3 separate regions of the Mus musculus genome follow, and regions 2 and 3 are each linked to region 1. Evidence: chromatin contacts called from public Hi-C data. All regions are on one chromosome and are shown on one strand. Each heading gives the region's core, a stretch centred on a gene start, on an enhancer-like site or on the middle of the called end of the contact. The rest is flanking DNA. Distances are from core to core; before and after follow the strand shown. Region 1 has its middle 16 kb from the start of Gm13017. Region 2 has its middle 37 kb from the start of Gm33895. Region 3 overlaps Arhgef10l (Rho guanine nucleotide exchange factor (GEF) 10-like).

Region 1 (3,242 bases), core at 295-2,794:
CCGGGAGATGACGCCATCACTGCTGGGGTTGGCATGCAAATGGTAATCCTTGGGGACTTTCTTTGCACAAAACTTGCTTCAATGTGGGAGCATCTCCTGTTTCCCAGGTTGGCTTCAAATACCCTGTGAAGCTGAGGATACCCTTGAACTTCTGGCTCTATTGGCTTTACCTCCTCACGGCTGGAATTCTAGAGCCTGGATTCAGAAGACGCTAGGGATGGAGACCAGGGCTTTCTGCATGCTACAGAGATCCTCCACCACCCGAGACACATCCTCCGCCTTGGAAACGGATTTGAGCTTGAGTCTACAGGTCTTACAGCTTGTGGAATTAGATGCCTTCGTCCCAATGTAGGGGAGTAAACCTCGAATTCTCAGAGATACCCAGACAGAAACCTAGGTGGCCAGCTTCCGGAGATGCTGGGGCAGGCCTCTGGGGAGGCAGAGGCTGGCAGCTGAGCCAGTTCCTCCCAAAGCCTCCTACCAGTTATGGGGAGTTTCGTAGTCCCTGTTCTATTGCTGTGAAGAGACACCATGACCATGGAAACTCTTACAAAGGAAAGTACTTAACTGGGGCTGGCTGACAGTTTCAGAGGTTAAGGGTCATGGTTATCATGGTGGGAGTACGGCAGTTTGCAGGCAGACATGGTGCTGGAGGGTAGGTGAGAGTTCTACACCAAGATCCGCAGGTCACAGGAAGAGAGAGACACAGGGCTTGGTGTGGACTTCTGAAACTTCGAAGCCCGCCCCAAGTGACACACTCCCTCCAACAAGGCCACTAATCTAATCTTCTAATCTTCTAATCTTTTCAAACAGTGCCACTCCCTAGTGGCCAAGCATTTAAATCTATGAGCCAATGGGTGCCTTTCTCATTCAACCCCCCACAGGGAGGCCAAGGGTCACATTCAAGGTCAGCTGCTCGGTCCAAACAAGGTCACACTTTGAGTGAAACTTTTTGGCTCCCCAGGTTTAATAACTACAGTGTGCCCCTTCTGGAAGGTTCCCCGTGGACCTGTAGTGTAACTTCTCTGTTCTGTGGAGGTGACAGGTGACAGAGGTCCACAGAGGTTGCCACTCCAGACTCCTCCATGCAGGGATTGGACTTGGGTCTTAGGTGGATGGAGCTCTGGGCTGACTCCCTCAGCTGCAGAGCCAGAAGGGAGTTAACAAGAGGAGTGGTGGCCCCCTCCCCCCTCCCCTGCTCAGTTTCTCACTTAGAAATGCAAATGGGGTGAGGCTCTGCTCAGAGCATTCTCCTCTTCACACCACACAGATTATCCCCTTTCCCCCAACCCCCTCTGCCAAGGAGATTGTCTAAGATTGTTTGTGTTACAAAAACCCAGAGGGGATTGAGCCATTTGGTGGACCCGTCCTACCAAACTAGGCCTCTGGGAGGAGGCTGCTTCAACAAGGAGGGATGTCCTTAGCCACCTTCTTCCGGCAGGAGGGGCTAGAGGTCCAGCGGTTCTGGGGACACAGCCTGGGCCCTCTCTGTCTTCTCCCTGTAGAGGGCCAGGGAGTTGGAGAAAAGCAGGCCTGGCTCTGGGAAGGCAGCCGGCAGGCCACACTGCCTGAGCCCATTTCCTGTCACATTAGGAGACAAGGGCTGGGCTCCAGTTTCCAGCAGCTGGTGAGCGCTTCCTGTCCCATTCCCCTCCCCTTCCCTTCCCCTTCCCCCTTCTCTCCCCCTCCCCTCCCCCTCCCCTCCCCTTCACTCCCCTCCCTTCCCCCTCCCCTCAGCAAGTCAATCAGTGATCTCTGGTGGAGCAGCTGTCTTCCAGTCAGGACAGGCTGGGGGAGAAGAGAGGCTGAGGTCAGGACAGTGCTCATTGTACAAGCTCGAGCACCTCAGTTCATCCCCAGAGCACACCTGAACACTTGCTCATATCCCAGAGCTGAGGAACCAGAGGAGGGGCAGACCCCTGGGACTCACTGGACAGCCCTTACCCAAGTTGGCAAGTCAGGTACCAGGGAGACAGTCTCCCGAAAGGAGGTAGACTCCTGAGGAAGGAGCCTGGTCTGGACCTCTGGCTAACACATTCATAGATACACACCAGCACACACACACACACACACACACACACACACACACACACACACACACTCACACATCAACACATGGATGCGTATCAACACACACACACATACACTCATGCATATATACAAACACACACACACCCCAACACCCTAAGAAAGGGAACCTGAGCCGCAGGGAGGTGAAGGGTCAGTTTGAATCGCATCAAGTTGCTGTTTTTTTTATACAACAGCAACCAAGATGGCTGCGGGTTAGTTCATCAGGAGAACACACACTTTCACTCACAGCCTTTGTGTGTGCACAGCAAAGCCACCCACAGAGCACGAGTTGAGTCCATACCTCACCCTAGCCACATCCTTTTAGCTGAGTCATTATCGTCTTCTGTGTGGACGAGGAGGGTACAGCATCGATTAATCAGCTATATCTTCTCAGTTCAGATGTCTCCACAGCAGGCACCCAGGCTCAGTTATCTGTGACAGCTAGAATTCCTGGCAAGAACCTGTTGTCTAAAAAAGCCGAGTGACTGGCTAGAATCCGAACAATCTGGAGAGGTTGGAATGTTGCAGGTTAAGAGCCATTATCTTGGAATAGCTTAGGCCCCTTAATAGGCATGTATGGCTTCTGGTGTACAAGACCTGACATCTTTTATGACTGTTAGGAAAAATCCTTTGGAATGTATGAAGAGACCCCTGGTTCTCACCAGAGGACTGTGACTATGTCAGACAGCATTTAAAGTCGATAACTGAGTCTCCCAATGTTTCAGTAACTCACCTACCTAAGGTACCAACCAATGTGTGCAAAGTGTGTTGTTTTATGGCTTGCTTTCTTCTGTGACTATAAACATTTATGAAACTGCGACCTCATTGGAACAGGGAAAGTTTGAGGTAACCTAACCCTGAGTTGCCAGGGCCTGGTCACTCAAAATTTGTTTTCAGAATAAACTATGCCTTCCTGTTCTTTGAGGCGAGAACTCGTAGCCGTTTAGATGAAACTGTTCGTCCACAAGATCATATGGGGAGAAAGCAGTCATGGGGTGGAGTGTGAGCGCATGCGGTCTCTCCCCACATCTGGCTCCATCTGGCTCCTGATGGAGACGTGAGCTCTCAGAATCCTGCCCATCAGCCATGATAGACTCTTACCTTCTGCAGTCTCGGGCCAAGTAAACTCTTCTGCCCGCTGAACTATGTGTTTCTTTACAACTTAAAAGTAA
Region 2 (3,242 bases), core at 428-2,927, 120 kb after region 1:
TTCCTAACTATACGGTGATTTCATTAAGGTCTTCCTCAGTTCCTTACCACGCGCAGATCCACATACCTTCCTTTTGGGAGAAACAGTAGTCAAAAACTCCTCCAAGGGGGATTCTCCCTTCAGACTGGGTGTGGGTGTGGGGAACAGGTTAGGGTAGGGATGACCAGTATCCCTTGGGGGACACTTTTAAGCTGTTGATTTGTCCTGCTTCTACCTCCAGACATGTCTTTATTAGGGAAGGGAATCTATCACTAACAAGGAGTAACAGTGCCCCAGAGCTTGGGCATGCAGTTAGAAATGACTGACAAGGTACACCTCTTCCAGCTCACCTTGTATGCCTCCACAGACAGGGAACTCATTCCCTCCAGTGAAAACCCATTTCTGAGCTGTCCTGGGGTATCTTTTGATAGCTGACAAGGTAACTTCAGCTTATGGGACTCACTTCAGCTCCTGGATATCTTACAACCAAGCCTAATGCTTCCAGTCCATGTCAGCTGACAGGACTTGAGAGGTATGTGTGTGTGTGGGGGGGGTGGTCTTCAGAGTCCAAGCTTTCCCTATTGTATAATGAGGCCATAGGCACTGCAGTCCTGGGGCAGATGTCTGACCTCACAGCAGCAGGATCTGATGTTGGATTTGGCTCCAATGCCTCCCTGTTGGCTGCTTTGGTCACCCCAGGATAGACATGGGTCTAGCCATGCCTTTGCCCCTTGACTACAACTTGTTCTGGTGCCTGCAACAATCCTGACTTAAACTTGGGAAGCTGGGTGCTAGGTTCCATCTGTCTGGCTCGGTGGCTGACAGATGTAGCTTAGCACATGGCTGGTGGCCCTGGGGGCCCGAGTTCTCCCATGTCAGTAACTCCTAGATTTACTGAGCTATGAAAGGGAGCTGGCAGGGCGGTGCATGCCTGTAATCTGAACACCTGAGAGACATAGGCAAGAAGTTGAGAAGCTAAATAGCTACATGGAAAGACAAGGCTGGTTTGTGCTACATGAGACCCAGGGTGACTAAACAGCCATGTATTGTTCTTAAATACAAACAAGTAGTTTTAAAAACACGGACAGGGATTGCTATTCCTGCATTTGTTTTCCCCTCCCACTGAAGTCAGGCTGGGTACTCAATGTCTCTTCCAAGGCCCTCAAGGCATCACTCTGTGGGTACCAGAGGAGCCTGGTGAAGCAGAAAGACAGGGGATGTGGAGGTAAATAATTACCTAGAATCTACCTCCTCTCCTCCAGTTGTGTGGCCGACTCTAAGCTCCTCCGCTGGGCCTCAGTCTCCACATTTGTAAATGACAGGTAAAGACACCACACCCCAAAGGATCGCATGGGGTTTTTATTTTTAGTTACTTTTTGTTGTTGTTTTGAGACAGTGTAGCTCAAGCTGGCCTTTAACTCTCTATGTTGCCCAAGCTGGTGGGCTCACAGTGGTCCTCTTACCTCAGCCCCTCTCAAGTGCTGAGATTACAGACGTGGACTCCAGGCCCCTCTTGACTCTTAAACTCTTTAATCTGGAAATGCAGAGGACCACATGTGGCCAGCATGCTGTCCAGGTCATGGTAAACTCTAGAAGCCTTGGCCTTCCTCATCTCACCCCCTGTACATCCATCCTGGTCCTCCCCAAATTCCTCCATATCTCAGTTTTCTCTGGCTCCCTCTTAGATCACGATGTTACCATGGCAACATCATCCACAGACAGTGAGGCGCCTGGTCTCTGCTCACCCAGCCCCATCCCTCTTTGTCCATTTCCATCCTGGTAGCTGCCAAGGCAACAGATCATATGAGATGCAACTGGCCTCTCATCTGAGGGCAGCGCCCTCTGCCTGGAGGTCTGAGGGTTTAGGATTCAGCAGGCACCACGGGCTTTTCTCAGCCTGACCCTCTCTGAAGATATAGTCTACAGCAACCCAGACAAAGCACCATTATGGAACTAAAAGCTGAAACAGGCTGCCTCATCCCTCTGGAGGCAGACACTTGAGAGGGAGGTGTTGAGCCATAAGACTGGCTCCGGCTGAGACCATGAACCTGCTGCAGCCTCTCTCCTGTGGTAGCTTGTTTGCAGTGTCTGACTCCATTGGTTTCCTGATGTCTGCTCTCATCTTTGCCTGGTATTCACTCAGACTAGGGGCTGCCTTCTGTGTATCTGACTGTCCCATTTTACTAAAGGCACTGAACAAACTGAGACTGTGGCTTAGTTCAATGGCATTTTAACATGATTATTTTCATTAAGACCTGGTTTCCAGTCATAAGGAGGTAGCTCTGTCAGTAGAGCACTTGCCTCCAGAGCAGAAGGGCCTGTTAATCCACAGAACCCATGTTAAAAATAAGTTGGATTGTAAGCTCATCCAACTTATTGTAATGATGGCTCTTGGGAAAAGGAGACAAGAAACCATATACCCCCCCCCCACACACACACATACACACATGCACATATACACACATGCACAAACACATCGGAATGGTGGCTGGGGTAAGGCTGGGTATAATCCAACTTCTACCACTAGCTGTGTGGCCTTGAGAAAATTATGTCACCTCTCTGAGCACCAGAAATGCTTTGCTTGCAAATGAGGATCAAAATAGCAACATCCCCTCGAGGTTCTTGCAGAAATTCCAAGTGACAAAGGGCATTGCCTGTCAATGGCTCCAGAGTTGATGTGGCAAAGTGACACGTGCCTTCTACATCATGGAACCATGGCATGGAGTATTGCTGCCACCAATTTATACACAAGCATATTTGTGCTGTGAGCCTGGTATGATTCCCCAAGGCATGGTGGGGCTTGGACTTAGCAGTCAAGCAGCAAGTATATGCCTAGCCGTGGAGCCCCTCCTAGGGGAATCAATGTCTTTTCTCCACTGTGCACATCTACAGATCCTTCAAGCCCAAGATGCTGGTCTCTTCAATCATAGCATTCTGAAGGAGACCTCACACACTCCTACACCAATGGCACCCTCTGATGGCACCTCAGCACACAGCCACCCCCCACCCCCGCTGATCTGTTTGGTATTTTTATCTTCTCTCTGCTTGCCTTCAGTTGTTTATTGGTGCAACGCAGCCTGCATACATGTTAAATATATATGCATCCCTGTGTGCTTGCCTTCTTGACTATATTTACACAGCTCCTCGGAGGATTAATTTAACCAAATAACCGGAGCTATTTAGGTAGCTGACATTCACTTGGAGGGAAGTTGGGGAGGTTCTGGCTTTACTCCTGGGCCTCAGTTTCCCTATAGTCAGGGCCC
Region 3 (3,242 bases), core at 239-2,738, 130 kb before region 1:
GAGCTGGCATGGGCTGCTCTCCCTGAGTTCTGTCCCTCACCAGCCAGTGTTGTCTGCCTCTGGTCAACCGTCCCAGGGCTCCAGGGACCTCCTGGCTCCTGAGAGGCTGTCATGATTTGAGATTAGTGCTGGACCAGCTGCTCTTAAGGCAGGGTCAGCATGCTGACCTTTCACCTCCTCTGGACCCCTGGCCAGGAGGTCCCCGCCGCAGGGGCTGGAGAGCCAGAGGGAGAGCATTCCTGGGCAGCTGGGAGGCTTCTCTGCAGATGGGTGGCATCTCGCTTGTCCCTGCGTACCGCATGCACAGTAGTGGCTCAGTTACAAGGTCGCACCATGTATATTTAATAGTGCCTGGATGGAGGGGAGCCGCCCACCCCAGCATTGTATTTTGGAGCCAGCTCCATCTGGCTGCTGCTAATGACCGCAGACTCAGCCCTGGGCTAGCTGGCGCCAGGCTTGCCCATGGGTCCCTGGTGGGACTAGCCAGTCCTGTGGAGCCTCCAGAGTGTGCATTCATCCTATATATGGTTGTGCTGAGCCTGAATTCTGCACCAGCAGGGTCTTTAATATCTCCACACAGTGCAGGCTTCCAGGAGAGCCTTCTGTGTCACCTGCCTCATGCAAGCTCCCCCAGGCTTCAGGAGGACTGCGGGGAGTGGGCAGCCAGCTAGTGGGTGTCACAGCCAGGAGACCTGGCTGTGTGATTCTTGGTTCTCCATGGCTGGGGCATGAGGTGAAGACACCAGGGTTCATCTTGCTGTCTCCATCCCCAGGAAGTGACAATGGACTTTGTTGGACCCAGCCTGAACTTATGTATTTTACATATATAAACTCATTTCCTCTTTAAGCCACCCTCTGAGAAGAGTGCTGTTCCCTCTTAAAAGATGTGAGAACAGGCACAGAGAGGTTAAGTAACTTACCCGAGGTTACACAGCTGGAGAGAGGCAGAGTCAGGGTCTGAACACAGGCCTCATGGGTCTTAATTCCCAGGCTGCCTGTCTCAACCAAAAGGAGGTTCTATCTCCTTTGGGAGGCACCCGCGTATCACTCTGGGGGGATCAGATTCTGTGCCTGCATCTTCCAGGTCAAGAATTGCACCTTGGTCACCCTGTGTCTGGTTCGTTGGTTGTGACAGCAGATGCTCATTAGTGGACAGGTCCTAGTGAGCAGGTGTTGGGTGCAGAGTATGTCACCCATCTCCGTGTCCTCAGTGTAAGGCACTCAGGGGACCAAGATGACCGAGACCTGGCCTCTGCCCTTCAGGAGTTCAGACTCTGCTGTGGAGAGAGACCAGAGGTATGGTGTAAACTGACATGGTGAGGTCATGGCAGGGCAGTGGGGGCCAATGTGGGAAAGAGGCCTCTGAATTCAGGTCGTTTCCATCGCCCACTTGGCTGGGTTCCTGCCTCCACCCTGACCTTGCTCGGTTCAGGCCCCGTGGAGCTGGGCCACTGCTGCCTCGGGCTTTTACGCCTACCAGCAATTGCGTTCGGCTCCTTGATCCCAGCAGAGGCAGAAAGCAAGGCCTGTTAAATAATAATGTGGCTCGCCAGGGCCTGTGTCAACACGGCGTTCTCTGTGTTCATTATCTGCATCGTCACCTTCAAAGTCTAATCCAGTCAGTCTGGAGTTCACTCGGAGCTGTCGCTGGAGGGAGAGCCCGCTGTGGGGTGATGTTGCATCTTAATTAAAAAAAAAAAAGCCCGACTGGGGACAGCAGGCCTGGGGCATGCTGGGTGTGCTCTCCTGGGATGAGGTGGGGTATCGGGCAAGCCTGCATGGCCTGGGGTCTCTGCCTCCTGCTCATGGGACAGGGAGGGCAGTGGAGTCAGGGCGGGGCTACGGATGTCCTTGAGTTGTTAGATCTGTATATTGCTGCTGAGAGATGAAACCAGCTTGGTGTGTGGATGGGTATCAGTCGGGAGCAAGCCCTCTTTTCCTGTTGTATTTTAAAAGGTTTTCAATTATGTGTATGCACGTGTGTCTTTTGTACGGGTATGTAACATGGGTGTGGGTGCCCGTGGAGGCTAGAAGACCCCCTGGAGCTGGACTTAAGGCTGTGGTGAGGGGTTTGACATGAGTGCTGGGAATTGAACTTGGGACCTCTGAAAGAGCAGCAGGTCCTTCTCCTCCTCTTCCTTCTCTTCTCCTCCTCTTCCTTTCCCTTCTCCTTCTCTTCCCCTCCTCTTCTTCCTTATCTTCCTTTCCTTCCTCCCCCTCCTCTTTCCTTCTTTCTCTTCCTCTTCTTCCTTTCCCTCCCCCCTCCATTGCCTCCTCTTCCTCCTCTTCCCCCATTCTTCTTTTTAAATTTTATTATCATTACCAGGCCAGGGGCATGCGCCACAGTGTGTGTGTGGAGGTCAGAGAATACTTCCATGCAGTCAGTTCTCTACTCACTCTGTGAGTCTCAGAGTTTAAAATCAGGTCATCGGGCATGTATAGTGAGTGCTTTCTCTGAGCTATCTTGCTGGCCCCATGCTTTTCTTTTTGTTTTCTTTTTCAAAGTTTACCTGCCCACCTACCCACTTACCCTGTGTTGGCCTTGGAACAGGACTGCTCCTCCCCACAGCCCGGCTCCTGCTCCTCCCTACAGTCTGGCTCCTTCCACAACCCGACCCCTCCCTACAGTTCCGGCTCTTCCCACAGCCCGACCCCTCCCTACAGTTCGGCTCCTCCCACAGCCTGACCCCTCCCTACAGTTAGGCTCCTCCCACAACCCGGCTCCTCCCATAGCCTGACTCCTCCTCACAGCCCGACTCCTCCCTATAGTCTGGCTCCTCCCACTGCCTGCCTTTGCCCTCTGCTCTCCTCTCTCTTAGGAACACATCCCCACACTGCTCCATCTCTGTCGCTCAGTTTTGGACTTTACCATCACCTCCCTGGAAGGCCACTCTACCCTGTAACAGCTCCAGCCAAGTCGCTTCTACCCTAGTCACAGCTTAACATGTCACCAGGCTGTGTGGCCACATGAGTATTAGTCACTCTCTGAAAACATCTCCTTGATGGCTGTCACTGGGGCCACTAGAACATAGGCCCTATGGTTACAGGCACAGCAAGCTCAGAGGCTCATGGCTTCATGGAGGGGCTCCCGAGGGCAGGTGCAGCTTGCAGGCCAGTGTGATGCGGCTGTGGTCACTTTCTCTGCACAGGAGGTGACAGTCTGGGCTAGGGGAGGTTTAGATGCCAAGGGCCAACCCAGGCATCCTAGGAGGAAGTGTGAGACCAAGGAGGTGAGGACACAC

The links. A called contact is a pair of places that touch in the nucleus more often than the background predicts.
Region 2: a contact with region 1 is called in a Hi-C map of the N1E-115 cell line, with 2.6 times the contacts expected there. The contact joins two enhancer-like sites. A contact is called at or near these places in 3 of 484 Hi-C or Micro-C datasets (the AML12 cell line, the N1E-115 cell line and nephron progenitors), 3 of 115 datasets of contacts at active chromatin or transcription factors (double positive thymocytes and embryonic stem cells) and 1 of 9 other capture datasets (embryonic stem cells).
Region 3: a Hi-C map of the N1E-115 cell line shows a contact between it and region 1, with 4 times the contacts expected there. The contact joins two enhancer-like sites. A contact is called at or near these places in 5 of 484 Hi-C or Micro-C datasets (the N1E-115 cell line, cerebellar granule neurons, liver and 2 more) and 1 of 115 datasets of contacts at active chromatin or transcription factors (embryonic stem cells).

Annotation. Positions count from the first base shown.
Region 1 is chr4:140,404,758-140,407,999 of GRCm38.p6, reverse strand. No RefSeq gene overlaps it. Among named protein-coding and RNA genes, the nearest start is that of Gm13017, 16 kb to the right of the region's middle. Within about 2 kb of position 1,544, at least 54 of the 459 cell types and tissues checked have an H3K27ac peak or open chromatin away from gene starts, as enhancers often do. A contact at or near this core is called in the N1E-115 cell line, where this site is marked.
Region 2 is chr4:140,284,641-140,287,882 of GRCm38.p6, reverse strand. No RefSeq gene overlaps it. Among named protein-coding and RNA genes, the nearest start is that of Gm33895, 37 kb to the left of the region's middle. Within about 2 kb of position 1,677, at least 28 of the 459 cell types and tissues checked have an H3K27ac peak or open chromatin away from gene starts, as enhancers often do. A contact at or near this core is called in the N1E-115 cell line, where this site is marked.
Region 3 is chr4:140,530,712-140,533,953 of GRCm38.p6, reverse strand. All of the region lies in intron 26 of Arhgef10l (Rho guanine nucleotide exchange factor (GEF) 10-like), which reads left to right. Among named protein-coding and RNA genes, the nearest start is that of Gm42335, 73 kb to the left of the region's middle. Within about 2 kb of position 1,488, at least 49 of the 459 cell types and tissues checked have an H3K27ac peak or open chromatin away from gene starts, as enhancers often do. A contact at or near this core is called in the N1E-115 cell line, where this site is marked.